Linked DNA regions of Mus musculus: region 1 is linked to region 2. A link is a contact called in public HiChIP or PLAC-seq data. All regions are on one chromosome and are shown on one strand. Each heading gives the region's core, a stretch centred on a gene start, on an enhancer-like site or on the middle of the called end of the contact. The rest is flanking DNA. Distances are from core to core; before and after follow the strand shown.

Region 1 (6,066 bases), core at 1,398-3,897, 920 kb after region 2:
GGAGGTCAGAGGCTGGCCTTTGTCTTCCTCTGTTACTCTCTGACTTACTAACCTTAAGACCGTGTCTCTCACTGACCCGGAAGCTTGCTCTCTCAGCTAGGCTGACTGGCCAGTGCACTCTCGGGATCCACCAGTCTCTGCCTCATGATGCTGGGGTTACAGGCAAGTGAAGACAAGACCCCTCTTTCCGCGAGTGATAGGTCCTCATGCTTTCAAGAGAGTGTTCTTACCCACTGAGCCGTCTCCCTGGCCCCAGTTTTTATTGATTACAGTTTAACTTCTTTAAACTGTATCTCACCTTTCACAAATCGCTGACAGTTTAAGGAATAAAGACTAGGGAGAGGGTTCGGTGGACAAGAGCACTTTCTGTGAAAACGAGGAGCAGAGTTCAAATCCAAATCTCTAGCACTCATAAAAAGCTGAGTGTGGCGGGGCAGGCCTAGAACTCCAGCCCAAGGGGAGATGGAAGATCCTTGGAGATCATTGAGAGACCTTGCATTGATGTAATAAGGCAGCGAGTAAGAGAGGAAGATAGCCCAATATCTGCTTGTGGCCTTCACATGTGTGCATAGCTGCATATAACACACACACACACACCCCTGTGCACACAAGGCTAGAGAGGGCTTTTGCAGGAAAGCTGTGAATGCTGAATTTGTGGGAAAGGCTCACTGTCGAATGCTGCCATTGTTCTGAGGCAGGTTTACCCTGCAGAACATGCTGTCTCAGAAAGGAAAGCCCTCGAATGAGCTGACACAGAGGGGCGGGAGTTAGGGCAGAAATGATGATGACTAAGCGGATGTGGTAGCCTGGACGGGAAGCATTTCCCAGGGTAGAGACTGTGCTGTGTAGGACAGCCACACGCGCATCCAGGCAACATGCTGCTGCTGCTGCTGCTTTAAAGACAAAGCTGATGTCAAAAATAAATGCTTGCTCTCCTAGCAGTTCGCTCTCCTGATATTTCCCGGTGTTAGGAAGTTGCCTGTGAATCCTCCCTCTGGCTGTCATTCAGTTTGTGATGAGAAAAACACAAAGAGTGTAATTGTTCTCAGTGTAATTTTCAAATGTTTCTTTAATGACAGCCTTTAGGCCTTTCAATTTAGACTTTTCTCATGAGAACTTAAACAGGGGACCAAGCTCCCAAATCAAGAATATATGTGGAGAAGGTGAGGGTGTGTTTTGAAATTTTTCATGGAATTCTAATGATGGGAATTTTATTGGCCTGGTGGAGAAACTTAATTTTAATAATACAGTTAGAAAATGCAGTATGAACTAGAAATTAGCTTAATAAAAATTCTTGAAGTTTAATGAGGATTAGGTTTTCTTTACAGGCTCAGTGTGCCTTGCTCACATTAAAATAAAATAAAATAAAATAAAATAAAATAAAATAAAAATCACTTTGAAAGAGAGGTCTATTTAAATATGTGAACGTTTCCTTGGTTTGTTTTTTATAACTGATTACCCAGTTGTTGTTAAGGTGGGGTTCCAATGGTGGTGTCTAACCTGGCCCCTTTTACGACAGGGAGTTGACTTTAAAGGCCATGGAAGGGCCAGGCACACCTTTTGATAGATACACACAGCCAGGAGAGAGGTAGCCGGCTGGTACCCAGCTGAGCCTGGCCTAGAGAACCATGGTGTGTGAGTCCGGAAGACAGAAAGCTCCACGGTTCCTTCCATCTTTGCTCTTGCTTGGCTGCTGCTGTTCGTCTTGTGCTGCTCGTCTCTGCTCTATCTTCTTCTCTTTCCATTGTCATTCTCGACTCCCCTGCATCTACTCCCGTGTCCTTGGGTGCACCCCGACCCTGGGTTGTGACCTTTCTGCAGGCAGACTCGGAGATTAAGATTCCATGGCTCCGTGCCCCTCTCTCACCTTAGTGTCCAATTAAAATTCCCAACAGCAGGATTCTCACCGCCTCAACCTATCCCCATCTGGGCACAGCCCAAATGTGCCCTGGCTACCGACCAGCGTGGGCGTACGGCTGTTTCTCCAAAGACTGGTTACTTCTGGCAGCAGTGATGGCTACTAAGGGGAGCCACAGGGTTCAAAGCATGTTGGGGAAGGCCTCTCGGAGCAAAGGTCTTCTGAGAAAAGACTGAGAAGGGGGAGCTCGCGTGGAGTACAGAGTGACTGAGGCCCTGTCGGGTTTTATTTTCAGGGTGCTGAAGAGCCTAAACTAAAGTGGGAACACATCACAACCCTCATCTCGAGCCTCAGAGAGTTTGTGAGGTCCACTGACCGAAAAATCATAGCCACTACACTGTCCAAGCTCAAGCTGGAGCTGGACTTCGACAGCCACGGCATCAGCCAGGTGCAGGTGGTCCTCTTTGGCTTCCAGGATGCGGTAAGTGCACGGGCCGCCATTTCCCCACAAACTCTGCTCAGGGTCGGTTGGTTATAGAAATGGGATACAGTTCAAATTCTGTTCCCTCTCATTTACTCGGTAAACTGCATTCTCTTCGGATGACAGATGTGAGGTATTTATTGAGTTCCCTCAAAGATAAGAGACTCACACAGCTGAACCACCATGGGAAACAGCAAGGCTTACAGACATTCATTCCCAAGACTGGGTTTCTCCTTAGGATCATGTGTGGGCCTCTAAAGCATAGTGCACATTAGTCGTGTTTTGTAATGCTGAACAAGAAGTGCCATCTAGTGGCCACTGAGAGAAATGCACTGTTACACCTGGGAATGCTCAGTGTTGAAATGCTCTCTCTCCCCTCAGCCCCCAAGGCTTTTCTCTGGTTTCCATATAGGACATTCTTAACAAGTTCATTTCGTAAATATCCACTATTTTCCCACCATAAATATAGTTTGGAAAACAGGCAGTTGGTGAGTGGAAACTACTCGTGATCTAATGAGAGATCACTGACAGTCTTATGCAAGACAAACCAGAAGTTATTCTGCAAGTCTGATTCAAAATAGACCTTTGTAAGCCACTGTCAGACACACAAGGTATGGGAGGCAGGAAAAAATATCTGGTGGTGCCTGTATGCAAATATAAAATTGCACTGTGTGGTTTTATTTAAATGTTTAATATTAACTTGTAATGTATTACTCCTGTGTTAGGTAGTTTCTTGACATTTGTATTTGAAACAAGAAACAATCCTCCATTCCAAACTGAATCTTCATCCTTCCACAGTCACTGGTGTTCTGAGTGGAAACGACTTGGTGTTTCTGCTGTGTGAAGAACAGGAACAAGATTCTCCTGACTGGACCGAGGTCCTAGAGAATCCAAGCAGGGCCTGTCACTAATATTAAATGCTAAGGCATGCTTACACTGCAACTATGGCAACCCAGCCATCTACCATCCAGTGCAACGATGTAGCTGATTTGTGCCTGCCCACACATTGGCTTCTGGGCAGGAGGTTGGGGAGAATTCAGAGTGAGAGCTAGTTAGCTGTAATCCTGAGCCTTGGGCCCAGGTCAGACATAGTCATGCAACTCGCTCAACCCAGTTTCACTCCTGGCCTGTCAAGTGCTCTTGTTGGGTAATACGCTGTGTAATGCGGCAGTGAGCAATACGCTGTGTGATGAGGGGATGTGCAGGGGGGCCATGGCTATGAAGGATTCACACTTGAAATACTCCCATGTTCTAAGTGATAGCCTGGTTAGACACATAAGCAGGCAGATCCATTTAAGAAATGGAGGTACTGCAAGCTCACTCTGAAAGAATCCCCTGGAGCAAGTGAGGTCCAAGAAGTAGTTCATTTCCTTGGGAGCAACTGCTATGCGAAAGGCCTCAGGCCGGCTCTCTCCTAAACCGGGTCGTTTGGATGAGGCTGGACCAATGGAAAGACTGAGCTGCTGTCATTCTGACTCTTGGCACGAGTTTGGAGCTCAGCCACCATTTTCCAGCTTCCACCTGGTTCTCTAACCGCAGCCCTGCTTACATAGGTGACATTGTGAACCGGGAAGAGTGACCCAATCCAGATGTTAAGGGAATTCTGTCCAACCTTTAAAAAGGAAATTCTGGCACAGGTTATAAATGTAGATGAGTCCTAGGAATGTCATGCTAAGTCAAACGGGATGGTCTTTAAAAACGACCAGAGAATTCATCCTCTGACTTTGGGGAGGTTCCCGGAGCACAGACCACAGGGATGGACGCAGGTCAGGTGTGCAGCACTGTTGGGTGAGAGCTGAGATCGGACTGAGTCCCGAGTTCCAATTCTATATGAGAAAGAGGCCTAAGGATGGACGGCGAGGACCTTCACACAGTAACATGGGGGTACATAGTGCCTCGGGTGGTTGAAATCACTAATTTTATATTATTAAGACTCATCTGAGCAAATGCAAGTGATTAACATTGGAAGTCTTATATTCTGTGTGCTTCACAGTAGGTTTTTGAAAGAACAGAATGGTAGGGTGTATAACTGTTTAAATGGGTGGGACATTTACCAGTCATAGTAAAAAGTTATCTTTACAACAATCATTTTTTTATGTGACTGGGCTTTCTGGAATATTCTAGCAGATTATTCCCCTATATCAGCATCAGCAACAGTTGCAGGAAAAGAAGAAAAAGATCAGATTTGCCAACATGCACGTTGTGCGTGGATGCTAATTTATACTCTCTTCCCTTGATTTTTCCAAATCGTGGATGTGCTCAGGCTTTGTCTGTGTTACATGGCGGTCAGGACCTGGCAGGGTGAGAATTGTCTATTGAAAACCTCTTGAACTCTCCCTGCTTTTACACTTTCTGCAGCTGTTTTAAGTGCCACAACTGTAGCCTTCCTCTTTCTCTTCCTCTTCCTTATGCATATGCCCATGCATATAAACACATAGACACCTTGCAGGAAGAGAATAATAGTAATAAATAATGTAAAAAATTAACATAGACTAAAGGTCACTGTCTTTCCAGGTCAATAAAGTTCTTCGGAATCATAACATCAAGCCACACTGGATGTTTGCCCTGGACAGCATCATCCGAAAGGCTGTGCAGACTGCAATTACCATTCTGGTTCCAGGTCAGAGCTATTTACTTACTGTGCAAAGATAATTAGTGCTTGTATACTCTGGGTTGGTCTGCCTCTGCCATTTCATTTCTGGTTTTCTTCAGTGTTTTTAAGAGCCCTTGTTGCCTTTAAAAAAATCATTTCTGAGTTGCTATCTTACTTTTCTTTTGCTCTGATAATGCCATGACCAAAGCGACACATAGAAGGAAGGGCTTATGTGGGCTTTCAGCTCCAGAACAGTAGCAGCCCAGCACCACCACCACCGTGCTGGGGAAGCATGCCAGAGGGCAGCCATGACAGTTGAACCCGAAAGCCAAGAGCTCTCATCTTAAATCACAAGCACGAAGCAGAAACAGCAAACTTGAAGTGGCTCAGGTCTTTAAACTCTCAGAGTCTGCTCCCAGTGGCCACGCCTCCAACCTCCACCACACCCCCTAAGCCTTCCCGAATGAGTGTCACCAGTGAAAGACCAGGCACCCAATTACATGAGCTTATGGGGGTTGAGTATTCTCATTTTAATCATCACAATCACCAAATAACGTTCATTCAGTGATCCAGTGTATACAAGTTTACACCGATAACACCGTTCACCATTAGTGAGGAGATTTGCTTTAGGCAGCATGCTAAGACGTGAAGGAAAACTAGAAGCTGTAAGATGTCCCGAATAGCTGTGAATTTCAATGTGTAGATATCTGTGCCCTCGTCACTGTTTTTAACCAGTGAGTGTCAGCTCTTCCCAAAGTCAGCAGAACTCACAGCTCGCCAGTCCATCTCAGACCAACTGGCAATAGACTTCTGGAATAAAGGCCCAGGAACTAGATTTTTTTTAAAAATTTAAAACGTTTTACATTAATCACAAAATTGAGAGGAAAGGCTCGGTTTCTTGTATGTTCTCCGCTCCAACATGCATGTAAGCTGTCCTGGTATGAGCACCACCCCCCTGGACATTTGTTACAGTTGATGAACCTGGACTAGCATAGCATAGTCACCTAGAGTCCGTTCGCACAGGCTCGCTCTTAGAACTGAACAATCTGTGCGTCTGGATGAAGATAATGATGTCTCCCCACCATTAGATATCACAGAGAATATTTTTATGGCTCTGAAAAAAAATCCTCTATA
Region 2 (6,422 bases), core at 3,358-5,857:
TATGCTTTTACAGAGCATCAATCTAAGCCGAGTAATGAGAGTACTAGATTTTAGATTCCTGGTACATTAAATATGACCCTTATTCTGTGTGGTAAATTTATCCTTCGATTTGTACTTATAATTTTAAAAGCATATATAAGCATCGCATAGTCCTGAGAACTAGGTTGGTATTGTTTGCCTATTTGTCTGGGAATAATATGAATGAAGAAAACATGTTTGTACTTATTTTAAGTGCTGAGAATTTTGAATTGTTGAATCAGTTTTCCCAAGAATCTTGAAAATGAACAGTCATGATTTGACTGTAACATATCCACAGGGCAGTTCAAGGTCTTCACTACATTCTGAGGCTTTTTGCAACTTAGTCATGCTGGGAATTAAAGTTGCCGTGGTTTTCTTTCTTGATATTTCCACTTGATCAGCTATCAGATATGAAGACTCCATGTCCTGTTTCCTTCTAGCCTACAGCAGCCAGGGCTCCTGCTTCTCCTCATGAGTATGCTTCCTCTGTGTCATGAATCTGAAGATGTTACTGGCATGTCACTTACCCATAGGGAATCTATGCATATAATTTCGGGAATTTCCCACAAAACCACTTCTTACTTCTCTAAATTGATCAAAAGAACCATTAGAATTAGTCTTTTCCTTTCTTTGCAGGGAGCTCAAGACTTTGCACATGTGAGGAAAGTACTCTATCAGAGAACTACATCGGCATCCCCAATAAAGACCTTTTAATCAGACTCTTTACAACCATAGTGTTGTAGTAATTCTAAAGTTCTACGGAAAATAACAAGATGAATGCATAAAGTTTCTGTCTACACCTAACTTACATTCCCAAACTTTTAGGATTTTGATATTTTATTTTTTATCTTCCTGACTTTCTCTGATTACTTATATTGGTGTCCTGTACTTTTTCTAAACCACTTAAGAGTTTGTCTCATTACACTTCTTTTTACCTCTCGGAAGGGTGAGAATTTTCCAAACCTGAGTAACCATTTTCTTATGCAACCACGTGGTATGATTATCAAACGTGGGACATTTCCCATTGATGAAATTGTTGTAGTAAATATTTAAAATCCTGCCCTGAGGTTTCTACCCTACCTTTTATGATTTATGTTCCTGGATGAAAGGCACACTCACAGCCTGTATAATAAACCCTAAACAGCACAATAGCTGGGCAGCTGCCTATCTTCCAAGTTCTTAGAATCTACTTTCCTATCGATAACCTCAAGTTATTATTTACTATCTGCTGGGTTCTATTTGGGCTACTCTTAACAACAATTGGGCAGCTCTCAGGCCACGCTCTCTTAACTCATGGTGATGGCACCTCCCTCCTCTCCTGCACATTTTTCTTCTCCTTCTCCTGACCTCATGCCTAGGAAACCTAGACCCTTCTGCCCAGTCATTGGCCATCGACATCTTTATTTACCAATCAGAATTAACTTGGGGCTTTGGCTATTCATACTTTCCAGTTATCCCAATGAAGTGACGTGTAAGTTTTATGCTCTCCCTCCCATCCAGGTGCTAAGGTAACACCATGGGTTGCACTTAGCTGTCGTGACCATTTGATCTCTGTTGCTCTAGAACCATTCTTTTATCTTTTCTTTGCTTTTCACACTGAAGCCAATGGCTTTTCATTTAGGTCTGCTGATGTCTCCTAACACATCTCTGGCCAGAACAATGCATATGGATGTGTGATCTTCTCATATGTCCCTGGAATAAGCTGTACACCCTTCTTTCATGATTGTAATCCTGTTCACTTGACCCTAGTTGTCCATTTTCTTCACTCTGGAGTTTCTGAGTTGCTCTTTGAAAGCAGAATGCAGCCTACTTGGAGACTTCCTAAACCCATCCAAGGACCCTGCTCTTCATCACAGTTCTCTTCTCATCTTGAGTCTAATCAAGCTGTGCCACAGGGCTTGTGCCACCTTCCACCACCACCCCAGCTCCCCCACACTCTTTCCACAAAAAGCAAAAGTGTCACCATAAGAGATGACTCTCTCCCTCTCTTTCCCTCTCATTCCTCTCTTTCCTTCTCACTTAATCTATTATTAGTATGAATATACATATTCTAAATATATTCTCTGTGTTAAGAAGCTATCCCTATCATGATTTTTTTTTAATGCCTAAATAACACCAGAAGATCTAGCAAGTTGTAAAACCTTTGAAATAGCTCCTGTGTACTTTCTATACACGTCCATAAGTTCAAGGTCCATTTTATGCTTTTGTTCAGCAAGATTTACCACATATCTTCTCTGTTCTTACCAGTTACCCAAGTACCTCTGTTTCCTTTCCATGGCAAATGGAATTTAGAAATTAAGATCTGAACACTAGGTATGCTCACTGCTGCTCAAGTGTCTTTTTCTTTAGACCCCCAACAGAGGGCTGAAATTAAAAGAAAATATGCCCAGAGACAGATGCAAACATACACATACAAGGGAATGTCTTTCTACATAGGAATTAGACACCATCATCTTTCCCTACCCCATTTTTTATTTTCCCTTCTTCTGATGTGAGAACCCTGACTTTCAATGACATAAGAATAGTTGCTCTTTTATCCATCCAATAACAAGTTGATTTAGAGTCACTCAACCAGAGAGAGAGAGAATATTAATATGTAGTTGCATTTTCTCTAGTAAGGTTTTATTGTTAAAAAGGTTACTAGAACTTTACCCTCCTAGCCTCCACTTCAATTCACTCACATCCATTTCCAAAAGGTGTGCTCAGAAAGGGTTACTATCTCTAATCACTTCTATCTGCTTCTATTACTCTTTGTAGATGAACAACTTCATTGTTTCTTGGACTATTTTTTCTGTGGGGTTTTATTTGGAGGGGTCATGGGGGTGGAAAAGTATCCTTAGCTTACTTTCTTGCTTACAGAAAAGTAATATATTGTAGATTCTTTGTAGATACATTGTTTATCAAAACGTATTCTGTAGATATTTTTTTGCAGGTGTGTGGTGCTCTCGTTTAAATAAAATATCCCAAGCCTTCAGGTAGACCCAATTTTTGATATTATAAAAAGGCTGATTTTATTTAAAAAAAAAAAAAAAAGGCCCAGCTTTTAGAAGACCTCACTCTGAGTTCTTCTGGAAACTCTGTAGTTTTCCCTAGTGAGGTTTTATTGCTAGCTTATTTAAAGTGAGGTTTATTGTTTATTTATTTTCAAATTCTGAAGGGAAATTTTCAGCATAAACTCTTAGGAAAAGATCTATTAATTGAAGACTAAAGGTGTGGTTTTGTTAGATGTGCAAACAAAACTAAACCCTTCATGTGTATGTCCCCTTTCACATTCCCGCAGTGTGAGTGGGCACGTGTCTCTACAGTCTCACCAAGTGTGAGTGGGCACGTGTCTCTACAGTCTCACCAAGTGTGAGTGGGCACGTGTCTCTACAGTCTCACCAAGTGTGAGTGGGCACGTGTCTCTACAGTCTCACCAAGTGTGAGTGGACACGTGTCTCTACAGTCTCACCAAGTGTGAGTGGGCACGTGTCTCTACAGTCTCACCAAGTGTGAGTGGGCACGTGTCTCTACAGTCTCACCAAGTGTGAGTGGGCACGTGTCTCTACAGACTCACCAAGATTGTTATCAAGCTTTTGAATACTTCCCAATCTGAGGATCGAGAAGTGGCTTCTTTATATAGTTTCAATTTTATGGGTGAAATTGTGCATCTTTATCTTAGTTTAAGGACATGGTAATTTACATCTCTTTAGGGGAATGAATTGTGTCTTACGCTATTTAAAAAAATAATTTTAGTCTTTCTTTTTTGTCTGTAATATGTACCTTAAATCATTTCCCTTAGTTTGTTATTTAACTTTTATGATTTTAGCATTAGTTTTTGTAATTAGATTTATTGTGTTTGCTCTTTTGCATTTGAATTTTTTTTTTCTGTTTTGTTTTGTTTTTTTCAAGACAGGGTTTCTCTGTATAGCCCTGGCTGTCCTGGAACTCACTCTGTAGACCAGGCTGGCCTCAAACTCTGAGATCCGCCTGCCTCTACCTCCCAAGTACTGGGATGAAAGGCAAGCACCACCACTGCCTGGCCGCATTTGAATTTTAAATTGAAGTTGAGAGCCTTCAGTCAACAATCAGCTTTTAGAAGATCTCACTCTGAGTTCTTCTGGAATTTGTCAAGTTGATAGAATTCTTATTCCATTTGGAGTTTATCTTTGTAACTCTGACAAGTGGACATAGTTTTATCTTTATTCCAAATATTTTTCTAATTGTACCACTGTGTTTATTGGATAATTTGTTATAATAAAACCTATCATTTTCTATAATGAATACCTGCTTAATAGTAAAAATAAATTAAAATTATTTCCACCCCCCCACACACACATAAAAAATCAAAAAACCCACATTAAAGTCTTTCATCAAAAATCTTGCACCAAAAAGAAATAATGCCACTTACTACAGTTTGATAAGATTAAGTATCATTTATTAAAAGATGAAAATAAAGGAAACTGTTTCTTAATCAGAGAACAAGCTCCATCTGTACCTAAAAGACTCAGGATAAACACGCCCCGCCCCACCCCACCCCCCACCACGCTCTAGACGTTCTATCCGTGAGCTTTGCATTCCTTCTGTTCATGTGCTGATGACGCTTTGTGTTCAAGACAAAGGCTGTGCTGTGGTTGAAGGTCAGGGCTGGGCTGCGATCTCCACCACACTCCACCTCACGTCTCTTCTTTCTCAGTGTTTTCCTAGCATGTGTAGTTTTCCATGCGAACAATAGTGTTCATTTATCGAGTTGAAGCATTTGAAGTGAGCAGGGACTTGTTTTATTGGAATTTCACTAAATCTTCAGACTTAAGTCACTAGATCCCTTGGAACTGGGGTACAGACAGCTGAGCCCGTCAGCGTGGGGGCCAGGAAGACACTTAGGGCCTCTGAAAGAACAGCCCATGCTGTCACTGTTGAGCTCTCTCTCCATCCCCTTGTTTTCTTATTTTTATTCTCAAGTATTTAATCTCTTAATTCCATTGTAAATGAAAGTTTTTAAAAGTATTTTTAAGCTGGTTTTTATCTGTATATATGAAATCCATTGACTCTTTTCACCTGATATTTTAAAACATAATTTTATTGCTTATAATATATAATCCTGATATATTAATTCTTTGAAATTTGCTTAACGCATACAATTTACTCTAACAAACCGAAAAGACTTCCTCATAAAATATATTGCTTTAGTGAGGTGACCTGTAATTACATTATTAATTGTGTGTTGTTTCTAGTAAATGTAACCAGCTATTAAACATAGAATGTTTCTAAAGTTAGTTTAGAATTATCTACCTCAGTGGTATTAACTTTTTATTTCAAGCATGTAATTAAGAAGGCTGACACTCAGGGATGGGTCAGCTCAGGTTCCAGTCAGGCTGCAAGATAGACTCCTCTTTTTTAACAGTAACACTCACTAATTCTCAACAGACACCATCTAAGGGATATCAAACACAGGTGCTTGTTTTCTGAAAAACAAAACAAAACAAAACAGCAGCAATGTTTTCCTCTGTCTTCATAAGTTGCTCTTTCCTTGTTGTGAAAAAAAAATTCTTGAGAAAAGCAACAAGGGAGGAAATTTGTATTTTGACTCCCTTCATATGGTTTCAGTCCTTCAGAGACAGTGTAGAACAGTGTGGTGGGAATGAGTAACAGAGGGTCCTCACACCACTGTGGGACAAGAAGCAAAGGGAATGGGGCTAGAAGCAACGAAGAGAACAGTCTTTCAGAACCTAGTCTTCATGACGTATTTCCGGGACACACTTCTGGAATCTCAAACCCAGACCTCATGAAGTATTTTCAAGATTCAGGTGTCACCTCTAGAGACCATCAGCCAGGAAGCAAGCCTCCATAGCTTGAGCCAGTGGGTCAGAGCATTTCTCCTCTCTTCAGTTCCCTTCAGAGACTCCCATTTACTTCAGCACACCGACCTTTTCTGTGCCACCTAAATTGTCAATACGTATTAATAGACAAGTTCACAATATTTGGAAGTGCCACAACATCCATAAAGGTTTTAGATGAATTATACTATAGCTTTATTCACAGCACTTGCACATATTTATGAAATGGAGTACTGAGAACAACTGTACATCACATAATGTCATTTCTGTCAGAGACAGACCACACTCATGACAGTGGCAGGCAGCAGCTTCGGGTTTGTGGTGTCACCACATAGCTTGAGGACATTATTTTCACATGTGTCTAATTTGGTCTCACATTAGTTTCTTCATCATGACACAGAAACTGGCTGCTAACATTGCCAGTAAGAGACCCATGGAGTGAACTGAAAACAAAACTGAAAGTAAAAATCAGTGGTTTGCATTGCTCATCAGGTGGGCGTGTCATGGTCTACTTCAGCTGTGACCCTCCAAGAACAGGAGCAAAATGATAACAGCTATTTAAAAATCTGCTTCATGAAGGCAGTGACA

What was found. HiChIP or PLAC-seq counts read pairs in DNA pulled down with a chosen protein or histone mark.
Region 1: a contact with region 2 is called in an H3K27ac HiChIP or PLAC-seq map of embryonic stem cells, with 4 times the contacts expected there. The contact joins two enhancer-like sites. A contact is called at or near these places in 4 of 115 datasets of contacts at active chromatin or transcription factors (double positive thymocytes and embryonic stem cells).

Annotation. Positions count from the first base shown.
Region 1 is chr10:20,122,799-20,128,864 of GRCm38.p6, forward strand. It overlaps Map3k5 (mitogen-activated protein kinase kinase kinase 5), which reads left to right. Exons shown (of 30, transcript NM_008580.4): 24 at 2,154-2,339; 25 at 4,854-4,959. Among named protein-coding and RNA genes, the nearest start is that of Map7, 45 kb to the right of the region's middle. Within about 2 kb of position 2,648, at least 27 of the 459 cell types and tissues checked have an H3K27ac peak or open chromatin away from gene starts, as enhancers often do. A contact at or near this core is called in embryonic stem cells, where this site is marked.
Region 2 is chr10:19,203,669-19,210,090 of GRCm38.p6, forward strand. Gm20139 (predicted gene, 20139) reads left to right here. Exons shown (of 4, transcript NR_038021.1): 4 at 1-4,279. Among named protein-coding and RNA genes, the nearest start is that of Gm40607, 37 kb to the right of the region's middle. Within about 2 kb of position 4,608, at least 55 of the 459 cell types and tissues checked have an H3K27ac peak or open chromatin away from gene starts, as enhancers often do. A contact at or near this core is called in embryonic stem cells, where this site is marked.